2 separate regions of the Bos taurus genome follow, and region 1 is linked to region 2. Evidence: chromatin contacts called from public Hi-C data. All regions are on one chromosome and are shown on one strand. The core of a region is the stretch at or near the end of the contact, and the rest is flanking DNA. Distances in the headings are between cores, read along the strand shown. Region 1 has its middle 2.9 kb from the start of PPIF. Region 2 overlaps ZMIZ1 (zinc finger MIZ-type containing 1).

Region 1 (5,721 bases), core at 525-3,024, 110 kb after region 2:
CTGGCTTGGGAAGCTCTTGAGTCCTGCTGAGGGCTCCTTTTCCTGTTGACTCTGTGTGAATAACAGTATATGTGTGTTTATACATCGCTCACCTGTGCAAATGGACACCATCTCCAGCAGGGCTGAAAACCAATGGTAGATTCTCTAGGGCAAGAAGACCCAGCCAGAGCAGGGGCAATGCAAGCTTTGGAGCCAGCCAGGCCTGGGCAAGTCCTGCTCAGCCACCTGGTATCTGTGCGGCTTGGGTAAGTCACTGGCTTGGAGCTGTCCTCACCGTGTGCAGACAGGAGCCTCTCCCTTGTGGAGTTATCACAAGGATAGATGGGATGGCAGATCAAAACCACCAAGTAGTGTCAGGCTAGCCGGAAGAAAGGCTGTAAGAAAGGGATGCTATCTGGTATGATCCACCTAAGAGGTGCCACTTGGAACCCACCAGTTCCTGAAGGAAGACACATAGCCAAGGAGAATGGGGAAGAATGCCAGTCTCCACTTGACACTTGAGGGACCTTGGAGAAATTGCTTACCCTCTCTGGACACCCATTCCTTCATCTGTAAACAGAGTTAATCCCCCAGTTAGCAGGTTCCTCCTGAGGATGGGGTGTTATTAAGTTATTAAGAAGTACTGTCCTTTCTCTGAGGCCACTGGAATGCCATGGCTAATCCCTAGCTCAGGCCCTCTTGCCAATGGCTTCCTCACACCTTCCCCTCTCTCTCAGGCTCCACGTATTCTCTCCTTCAGAGGAATGAGACAACAATAGCAGCCCAGCCCACATGGTCACCAAGACCCATCAGGCCATCTCTCAGGGCCAGTTGTCGCCAACTCGGCCCTGAGGTCTCTGCCAAGAGTGGGTGAAGACACAAGCCTGCTGAGATGGCAGGTCAGAGTGGAGCTGTGTGTGGAGCAATGGGATAGGAGCTGGGTTTTAAAGGGCCCTGGCTACAGGTTTCATCTATCTATTAGTTATCTGTGCTGCATAACACGTGACCCAACACTGAGGAGCTTAAAGGAACAAGCATCTTATTGTCTCAGGGTTCCTGTGGGTCAGATGTCTGGGCATGGTTTAGCTGGGTCTCCTGGCTCAAGGTCTCTCAGGAGGTGGTGGTCAAGGCGCCAGCTGGGCGGCAGTCACCCCAAGGCTCTACGGGACCTGCAGGATCCACTTCCAAGCTGGCTCACATGGCTGCTGGCTGCCTGCAGAAGATGCATGTCTAAGTCTCTCCTGTAGTGGCTGGCCAGTTTGGGTTCCTCACCACCGGGGCCTCCACGGGCTGCCTGAGTGTGTTAAAGGGCAGCGGCTGAGGAGAGACAGAGAGAGCGAGCCCAAGGCGGGAAGCACAGTCTCCTTGTTGCCTAATCTTGGAAGAGGCACCCCACCACTTTTGCCCTATTCTGTTCACTAGGAGGAAGTTGTTATGTCCAGCCCACATCCAAGATGGGGGCAACGCCAGGCTGTGACTACTGGGGCATCCCTGGGGATCATCTTAGAGCCCGCCTGACTCACCGGGGGTGGGATCAGGGAAAGATGCCATCATAACTTTGTATTGGTTTATTTACCTGGCCGCCCTGGTCTTACCTGCAGCATGTGAGATCTAGTTCCCTAACCAGGGATTGAACCCAGGCCCCCTGCATTGGAAGCATGGAGTCTTAGCCACATAACCATTTTATAGAGTGGAAAGAGCCCAAACTCAGTGACCCTGGCTCAAGGGCTGGCTCCTCAGTATAGCCTTAGGCTGTCTGCCACTTTGCTATTTACAGCTCCAGTTCCCTCCTCTACTAGGTGAGATAACATTCCAGCCCAGCTGACCTCACAAGTTGTGTTGTGGATCAAAAGACACACGGTCTGATGAATATACTTAAGCAAGCCTCCAAATATTACACATCAGTTGGTGTGATGATGGTGTTCTTACATTATTAAAGGGAGTCTTGGGTCAGCAGTAGTAAAAATCTACCCATAAAAAAAATCCATCTATCAGGGACTTCGCTGGTGGTCCCGTGGCTAAGACTCCACCCTCCCAATGTAGGGGCCCAGGTTTGATCCCTGGTTGAAGAACTAGATCCCACATACTCTGACTAAGGCCCAGCAAATCCAAATAAAAATAATAAATATATATGTTTTTAAATCCACCCATAAAAAAATCCACTCACAGGAGTGCACCTTAGGGTACACATCCATAGGGCACCACATCATTCACTCAAAGCCAGCCTTCCCACCTTGACCGAGTCCTCAGCTGGCCTAGGTCAGGCGGTGTGCATTCATTCATTCATTCATTCACAGAGGCCCTCATGCTCAATGCCCCTCACCAGCTCCCTAATATGAACAGTTCTGTGACGCAGACATTAGTAACCCCACAGACCACCTAGAAGAAACAGGAGCTATTCTGTATCTTGAGGGTAAAGCTCAGATCCTGCATTTAGTAGGAGCCCTGAAAACATGTCTGCTGAGTGAATCTTGCAGAAAGAGCCCCGGTAAGTGTGAAGAGAGGGGTTTGACCACAGTCCCAGTACTTCGAGGCTGTGTGACCAGAGGCAAGTTCCTTTCCCTCTCTGAACTTCAGGTCTCTCATCTACACAGTAGAGATTAGAGCTTGCAAACTACAGGGCCAGAGGCCCCAGCCAGGGTGTGAATATGCTGTTTAGGGCTTATTTAGGGTTTAATTTTATTTTAAAATGAGTTGCCAATATATGAGTTGGGAGATTTCCATAAAACCCGAAGTTTTCAGTTTTTATTGAAAAATGAGATTTGACTACACTGGACCCATTGTATACATACAATAATTGACCGGCTGGGGTAGGAGCTGCCCTTTAACGGTGCTGTTTGGACACAGGACACAGTGCTGCCTCCACTTTCTCCCTATAGCCTTGCCCAGCATGCCTCACCCTGAGGTGTCACTGCCCGGCCCCCACAGGTATCTGAGCTTGCAACCCCAGATGTCAGCATAATCTGACAGCTCTTTGGCTCTGTGAGGCCTACAGATGGCTTTACAGGATCCCTGAGTGATGAAAACCATTAACACCCTGGATGAGAAGCCACTTGGGCTGAGCAGAGAGCAACTGCTGTTTCTAAGGATGACACAGAGTTTATAAATAACCTCAGAGCCAGGTGAGGGTGACACCTACCCCGTCTCACCTGGGTGCGGATTGGGCATGTTTCAGTCCACGGCTCAGGCCAGGGACAGTCCCTGCTCCTGATGCCGACTGAGGTCAGCACAGGGAGAAATGATTTCACAGCTGAGCCTGTGGAGCAGGTGCAATTTTCTCTGGCTCAGGCAAGAGGCAGTGATGATGTTTGATTTTCCAAAGAGGATAGAAGGTATAACACAGTGGAATGAAGTATTGCACCATCCGTGGTTTCCCAGTGCTATTCAACAACGTGAGACCTCAGCCTGGCCTTCAGGATTCTCCGTGGCCGCCACGCCTCATCCCCTGCCAGGCTTTCAGCTCATGGTTAATACTGGAGCCTTTCCTTGAAGGTGCCCTGACCTCTCCCAGTTCTGGGCTGGCCTTGGCTCATTCCCCCTCTGGAATCTCCTCTCTGCATCTTTTTGTCTCTGTCCCTCAAATGCAGTTGTCTCCAGGCTGACTCCCCAGACAGAAACCATCTTCCTTGTCCCCTGAGTTCCACGGCCCCCTGGCTAACTCCTTAGTTTCTCTCTTGCTGTGTCATCTGTCCAAGGTTGGTCTCTGTTGCCCTCCCCACTCTGTCCCAACTACCAGCTCCTTGATAATCACGACAAATGCAAACCCTGATTTCCGGGTCAGACTCCTTCCAGCTCTGTCCTTAGGCACCTCCTCGCCTAACACTTTGGGCCTTGCTTCCCCATCTAGGCAATGGAACTGCTTCTCAGGCTGCGGTGAGGGCTAGGCAAGGGCTTTGGAAATTAAGGAGGTTACACAAATGAAGGCAGCTCTTCCCTGGCACTGGACTCTCATACTCCACTGAGACAGAGTCCCTCCAGGAGCCAGCTTGAGAGACAATGGGGGACTGAGAACACACTTGGTTAGCTGAGAGCTATATGAGCCCAGGGCCTGGAACTGACATGTAAGGTGATTCTTCTCTTCCTCTTTGGAATCTGCAGAATGTACTGATATAGGGGAGGATGTGGGAGACGTGCTGAGGGCCCACATAGGGCAGGGAGCAAGCTGGCTTCCTAAGCAAGCCTATTCTACTTCAAGGCACAATCACAAAAGAGGAGACGCTATTCCTCAGGCTAGAGTGAGGCCCTGTCCTGGACTGGGACCTGGAGAGCATCTGGGCTCCAGGATGTAGCCGGAATATCACTGAGTGACCAGGCTCCTCCTGGGGCAGAAATAGAGAAGAGGACTGTGGACTTCCAGAAAAAGGCCAAGCCAGCACTCCCATGCGGCTAGGACCCTCTGCTCTGCCCTCATGAATTGCCTTAGGTCAGCATTTTGCTGCCTGACCTCTTCCCAGGAGTCATTTCAGGGTCTGGGGCAGGTCAATTTAGAGTTTAAGTTCATCTGACTCCAAGGCACAGATCCCACCCTCTTCTCTGCCCACTCAGAACTCTGAGCCCCTGCAGCCGAGGCCCACCACTGTCTGAGCAAAGACCATCCACGCTCTGTCCACCGCTGATGCTCATGGCACAGCACTTAATAGCTGACCAACCCCCTTACTCTTGTTCCTTTTATTCTTGGAACAGACCTGGAAAACAAGAAGGGGAGAGATTAGAATCACACACTATTCTGCAGAGAGGTCTGGGAGGACTGGCCCTGGCTGGCGGCAGGGGACTTCCCGGTTCGCTGACCTCTGGGCAGTGCCTTCCTCTCTCCCAGCCTCAGTCATACATCTTGGGAATTGCAGATGTTGGCTCAGATGCTCTCTCAAGTCCCCTGCCGGTCACTCATTTCCTGTGGGCTTCTCATGCCCGTAGGCTTCTGTGAAGCCCACCTCAGCATGTGGGGTAGATTCCCCCTCACTGTGGTTCCTCGCTCTCAGTTCCCCTTCCCATCCTGCCTTCTCGCTTTTCCTTGGACTGGCCCCTGTGCTGTTACCTGCAGATGCAGTTTTGGGGGCAGGACTGGGGGCAGGAGGGGAGCTAGCAGCCATCTGTTCTGGTTGCTGGCATTCAGGACTATCTGGGCGTCAGGGAGGGGGAGTCAGACCCAGTCCTGGCGGAGGGCTGGGGGTCTGGTAAGAGCATGACAGGCCCAGGCTGAGTCTGGAAGAGGGACTGGTTTCTGGAAGCATCTGGAGACAAGCCCAGGCTTGGACAAGGAGCCCTGTGTTCACAATGGGAGGAGTCTGCCTGTCTCCTCCTGTCACCTCTCATTCTAATTCCACCTCTCGATTCCAACTTTCTTTGTCTGACTCTCAGTTGCCACAGTCTCTCTTGGTCTGTCTGTCCATTTGCAGGGCCTATGATAGGGCGAGGGACAGTGAACACAAAAGCCTCAAAGGCAGACTTCTGTTATATTCAAAGAAAAACATATGGAGGCTCCTATTTTGGAGTTAACCACGTTTTAGCATTTACCCCTTCTTTTCATCTATTGGGACCCTCACAAAATAGAACCAGCCTCCGTTGGCAAAGTCGCGTCTGTCCCTCAGGTTTCCAGCCCTGGTTGGGGTGTGTTCAGACTTCACGCCCCACCGCCCCACCAGCCGGGGTGCGCTGCCATCTGGGACCAGCAGGGGGAGCCCGCGAACAGGTTGGAGGAGGCGGGATGGAGGCGGGGCCGCGAGGCCGGCTGGGCCAATAAAG
Region 2 (5,558 bases), core at 1,448-3,947:
TACCACTGCTCTCTGTCTCTGGGGCTCTGTGGGTGGGTGCATGACCTGTCTAGCCCCCACTTTGGGTACAGCTGGGAAGGTCCTCGGGGTGTGCAGTGCACACATTGGCTACAGCTGGGCGTCTCCCAGCCAGGCCTCTGCAGTTCTAGAACACAATCTGTCCCCGGAGCTCCTGCAGCCTCTCTGCCTGCCCGTCTTCCTGGCTCCCGCTCTGCCTCACTCAGTCCCGGTGTCTCCCTCTCCTTTCTCCCTGAGGGTCTCTAATGCCGTGTGTCTGTCCCTGTCTTTCCTTCCATTCCCTACTGCCTCTGACTTTCTCCCTGTGTTGTGATATGTGTGTGTGTGCACGTGTGTGTGTGTGTGGTGGTGGTGGTGAACGTGTCTGTGTGTGCACGTGCATGTGTGGTGGTGAACGTGTGTGTCTGTGTGTGTGTGTGCATGTGTGGTGGTGAACGTGTGTGTCTGTGTGTGTGCGTACATGTGTGGTGGTGAACGTGTGTGTCTGTGTGTGTGCGTGCATGTGTGGTGGTGAACGTGTGTGTCTGTGTGTGCGTCTCCCTCTCTGTGCCTCCGCCACCCCTCTCCAGCTCCCTCTCCCTGTCTGTCTCTCTTGTCAGGAGGCCAGGCTGGGGCCAGAGGGCCGGTGGGATGAGCTCATGCAGCAAGGAGCAGAGCGGTGCTTTGTCAGGAGAGATGGCGGTGCGCTGGGTGTGTGGGCTCTGGAACACGAGCTCAGGCCTGGGGGCAGTGCTGTGCGGTGCGTGCATGTCTGTGTGTGTGTGTGTGAGAGAGAGAGAGACAGAGATGGAGCGTGAGCGCAGAGCAGACACTGCAGCAAACCGCCAAGTCAGGCGTCTCCACGTGGGCCCCTCTGATACCCAGCCCCCAGCTCTTTGTTCTGGTGCAGCCTTTAGCCTGTGTGCTCGCACACGGAAGCACGCGCACACACGCACACGTGGCAGCGTCCTCCTCCTTGGGAAGGTCCTTGGGGGGCAAGGGCCCCCCTGCCTCAATCTAGAAGGTCACCTGCCTTGCGCCTCCCCTTGTTCCCCCTCCTTGGCCACAGCAGGCCCACCCTGCTCCCCAGGTTGCTGCATGCCAGCTCTCAGCAATTTGGCAGGCAGTGCTGAAATGTCAACCTCCCTGGCTCCGAGAGGCCCACATCTGCTGGCTATGAGGGCACCGGGCTCCAGGCAGTCGCCATGTCCAAGGTCCCCAAGAGCCCTCCGTGTGCCTCTGCTATTGTCCTTGAATGACTCAGTCCCCTGAGCTGACCCCTTTGAGCAGCCCAGTGGCGTGTTAAAATAATAGAATAGGGAATGTCAGAACCCACGGGATGGGGAGCCCAAGGCCCAGAGAAAGGGGGACCTGCCCCAGGTCACAGCAAGGCAGGGTGGAGCCCAGACAAAAGCCTCAGGTGCCCACTGCCTGTCCTCACACCCCTCCTGCCTCCCTGGGCTCCTGCCTGAGAGGTGAGAGGTGAGAGGTGAGAGGCATGAGGTTGCTGGCAGAGTGGAAGATGTGAAGAGAGCAGCAGGTCTGGGGGTGCCAGGGTATCCCGGGGGCATCCTGGGAGAGGCGACCAACAGGCATTTGGAGCAGGGACCAGAGAACTCGGGAGAGGTCAGGGCTGGAGAAGGCAGCCCCCGAAACCTCCCAGGAAGAGGAGGCCAGACTTTTTAGGGACAAGCGGAGGGAGTTGTCAGTCACCCGCCTGTGGGCTGGATGTGACCTGCAGACAGCTGAGATCTAACTGGAGGTTTTTAAAAATGCATGTTAGTTTCCAGCATTCACTCTTTGCGAGGCTGTACTGTCCAGTCAAATGCCTGGCTTCCTTTGAATGGCAACCTTGGCTCCCAACCTGCCATGGACTGGGTGGAGGCTGACCCCTGGAAAAGGTGCTGAGCTTCCTCCATGTCTCACACCCCAAGCATTTCCTGAATTTGGAAGCCTGCTGGGCCCTGTGGACATGTGTGTTTCTTACCTCTGTCCTACACACACCCTCACATCCCAGCACTGCAGCCTGAGCCCTGGGCCCAGGGGTGGTAACCCAAGCAAAGTGGATCACTTGCTCTGTGTCGACAACCATCTGCCTGGTCTGGTTTCTCCAGTGCGCTGACAGCCCCTAGAGGGGCGGCCAGCAGACCCCGGGAGGGGGCTGAGGGCGGCCCTGGGCCCCTGGCCAGCCTGGGAGGGGAAGAATTAGGAATGCGATGGGGCCCCAGCCCTGCCCTTGTCGATCTATAGCCTGTGATCCACTCAGGAGAGGCTCAGGAGAATCTTGGACCTCCCTGGAAACCCTCAGTCCCAGGGGGATTTCTGCAGCTCAGAGACAGACCCCAGCCCTGGGGGCGGCCAATGGTAAGTGTCCCACCCCCGCTGGACAGCTGGGATGGGACACAGGCTTCAGAGGCCAGCCAGGTCATTTCACCACTTCCACCCAGGACTCTCTGAGCAGAAAGCTGGTCGTAAACCATTTTCCTCTGTCGTTAAAGACATTCCTTCTTGCTCCCATCCGACTGAATTGGGTGGAGGTGGGAGGGTGGAATTCTCAGATCCCCGCAGTGGTGGTCACAGTCCTGGCCTCTCTTGGCATCCCAGCTCCTATCCTACCTTCACGCCTCCCCCTTGGCCTCTCTGCACCCCCTCTGCCTCTGCCCACCCCAGAGCATGCAGCCGCCTTCCCGTCACCAGCACCAGAGAGGACAAATGGTCCTATTCAGGGACACCCTGCCAGATCTGTCTAAGACAAAGCTGTGCGCAGCTCTGCGTGAAAAACGGCTCGCAGCCGCCCAGCGAGCGGGAGGGATTGGTGGGTGCAAATTGCAGGGGATTTGTGAACGCTTGCTGGCTGCCCCCAGAGACAGCGGGCAGGCGGGCCCTTGCCCTTGAAATGCCAGGCCGCCGGGCTGGGCACCTCATCAAGGCCAGGGACAGACTTCCTCCGGGACACCAGCCCCCACCCCCACATCTGAGCTCAGCAGAGCTGGGCTGTCGGGGAGGGACTTGGCTTCCTTCCTCCTGCTCAGCCGCCTCTGCACTCCAGGTCAGGTCCTGCTCAGGAAAGGGCTCTGGATTTCATCACCCGGCCCCTGGGAACCGACTTGCAGTCAGCTCTGTTTAAAGGACAGAACCTGTTTATCAGTCATCTTCCATCGGGTCACTGCTGTGGGAGAGGCCACGGGGGCCTCTTATCAGCACACCCATTTTGTAGAGGAGGAAACTGAGGCTCTAACAGGGAAGAGACAGAGCAGTTATCTGAATTCCAGGGCTGGAAGCAGGACCTCCAGATGGAGCAGTGTCCCCATTCTGAGTAACCCTCCAGGGGAGGGTAACACCTCCAGGGGAGGTGTGCCCCTTCTGAGTAACCCTGAATGAGCAGGTGGGATAGGTCGTCCTGGACTGGTGGCCCTGGGCTCCCTCCCGTTCCCTGGCTCCCTGAGGGCTGAGGCCTGGGATCCAGTGGCCTCACTCTGCTCTTGGGGAAAAAGAACGGCGGCGGGGGTGTGGGGGGGGGCCGCGGGAGGAGCCCATGTGACCGAGGGTTTGTGGACGCAGCGTTCCCAGGCTGAGGAATTGGGGGAGGGGTGTGTGATGGTCCCTGGGGTGACCGGAGTGAACGAGGAGGGGGGCAGTGCCCCAGAAGAATGAGAGGGCAGATTTGGAAATAGCTTCAAGGCGCGGAGAAACGGGAACTATTTCAGTGGCCACTCTGCAGCCTTGAAAAGTGAGGTCCCTTAAGAATGATTGTACGTACGGAAATGCTTATGACATAATATTAATTTTTTTAGAGGGTAACAAAATGTCATGCTCAGTAAGACCTCAGCTAGGTGCAGAAACAAAATATACATTTGGTTAGGCACAGGAAACAGGAAACAGAAGGGAATATACCAAAATGTCAACTTAGAAATCAGGAATCTATCTGGATGCGGGGAGATCGTCAACTTTGTTTCCCATATTTTCTGCAGGGAGCATGGATTCTGTTGTTAGCAGAAGCCTCCAGGGTGGTTGTGGGTTTCTCTGGAGTTTGGCTGGAGTTTGCAGGGGTTGGGGGAGGGGAGAGCACCCTGGTCTCTAGGCTGGCTCAGCAGTTTCCCCAGCATGGCCTTCTCTGGTTCCCTGAGGGCCCCAGGGGCAGGCCCCTACTTGTAGGGGAGGCTACTCTTCCTGCCTCCCTCTCTTCTCAGGATTAGCTCATCGCTGGCTCCCCACAGAGCCGGGGTGTGCTAGGATACAGCTGCTGGAGATCTGCTTTCCAGGCCTGTCCGGAGGAGAGAGGGTCGGGGGATGAGGGCATCAGCTCACAGCAGGGCTGCCTAGGGGCTAGGACCCCAACAGATCATACAGAACCCTCTCAAGAGGGGACTACTTGTCTTACCTGGATCCTCACCGCTCCAGTCCAGAACCCCAGCCGGGACTCCACACTCAGGATTGGACCACATGATGGGGACGGGGGTCTGTGACGCGATGGGGGAAGGAAAGGCTGCTGGAGGCGCCTCAGTCACATGATGTGTGTCCGAGTCTGGGTTCCCCCAGGTGCAGACCCCACCATGACGTTTCCAGTGCAAGCGATTTATTTGGAAGAGCCCAGAAAACACCAGTAGAGAAGCAGAGAAATGAGATGGGGAAGGGAATGATGTGATTGAAAGAGTGTGATGTGAAGTGCCATACCTGGTGCGGGGAGCTCCTGGAGATGGAGTAGAATGCACCCCTCAGTCAGCCTAAGAGGCCAGAACGAGGAGGTTTTTATCCAGCATCTGGCATCTGTTATTGGCTGGGGTCTCCTTGGGGTCGGGGCGGGTGGATGTACCCTCCAATACACGCCTTGGCGGAGATGCCCGGCAGAGCCACAGTGCCCATGGTCCCCCGGGGGTGCGCAGTGAGGCACCCACAACCCCAGCAACAAGTCACGGCCCCCTTTCCATCACCTGCGTCTCATCCTCATCTCACCCTGCCGTATTCCAGTCCCACTCATACTCTGATTGTATGCTTCATGTGGTTGCTTACTTATTTTGACTTCAAGAGGGAAATTTGAAAAGAAAACTTTCTTCTCTCTGTTACCACCTTATCTGGCAAACCAGCCTCCCTGACCATATTTAGATGTTAACTGTCCAGGTAAAGACAGTAGAGAGTAGACCCTGCGTCCAGGTATAGCTCCAGGCGCCTGCCCCATGGTAGAGTCTGGGCCAGCTCTCTGCCAGTTAAAAATGGAGCCTGGGATTCAGGAAACTGATACTGTCCTCCCTGAACTAGCAACATCCCCAAAATGGGAAGAGAGCTGATGTAGCAGTGGTTTTCTCGTCTGGTCCCGTGACCACCTTAAGCCATCTCGGGGGCTGCCTCCCCAGTCCACACTTCAGGGTGCTCCAGACAAAGAAGACAGCCCCTGAACAAGGCCGTGGGGGTCTGGGGGCCACCTTCCATCTCCACCTCCCCTGGGCAGGCCATGCTCCCCCACCTTCAGCATCCATTTCTTCCACAGTCTCATGCATCCAGACCATTTCTCTACCTTCACGGCTACAGGAACAATGATGAGGTCAAGGGCGTGGGAATGCCTC

What was found. A called contact is a pair of places that touch in the nucleus more often than the background predicts.
Region 1: a contact with region 2 is called in a Hi-C map of skeletal muscle, with 3 times the contacts expected there. The contact joins two enhancer-like sites. A contact is called at or near these places in 2 of 11 Hi-C or Micro-C datasets (liver and skeletal muscle).

What each region holds. Positions count from the first base shown.
Region 1 is chr28:34,960,962-34,966,682 of ARS-UCD2.0, forward strand. No RefSeq gene overlaps it. Among named protein-coding and RNA genes, the nearest start is that of PPIF, 2.9 kb to the right of the region's middle. Within about 2 kb of position 1,775, at least 3 of the 102 cell types and tissues checked have an H3K27ac peak or open chromatin away from gene starts, as enhancers often do. A contact at or near this core is called in skeletal muscle, where this site is marked.
Region 2 is chr28:34,850,609-34,856,166 of ARS-UCD2.0, forward strand. The region is part of intron 4 of ZMIZ1 (zinc finger MIZ-type containing 1); the gene reads left to right. Among named protein-coding and RNA genes, the nearest start is that of ZMIZ1, 59 kb to the left of the region's middle. Within about 2 kb of position 2,698, at least 60 of the 102 cell types and tissues checked have an H3K27ac peak or open chromatin away from gene starts, as enhancers often do. A contact at or near this core is called in skeletal muscle, where this site is marked.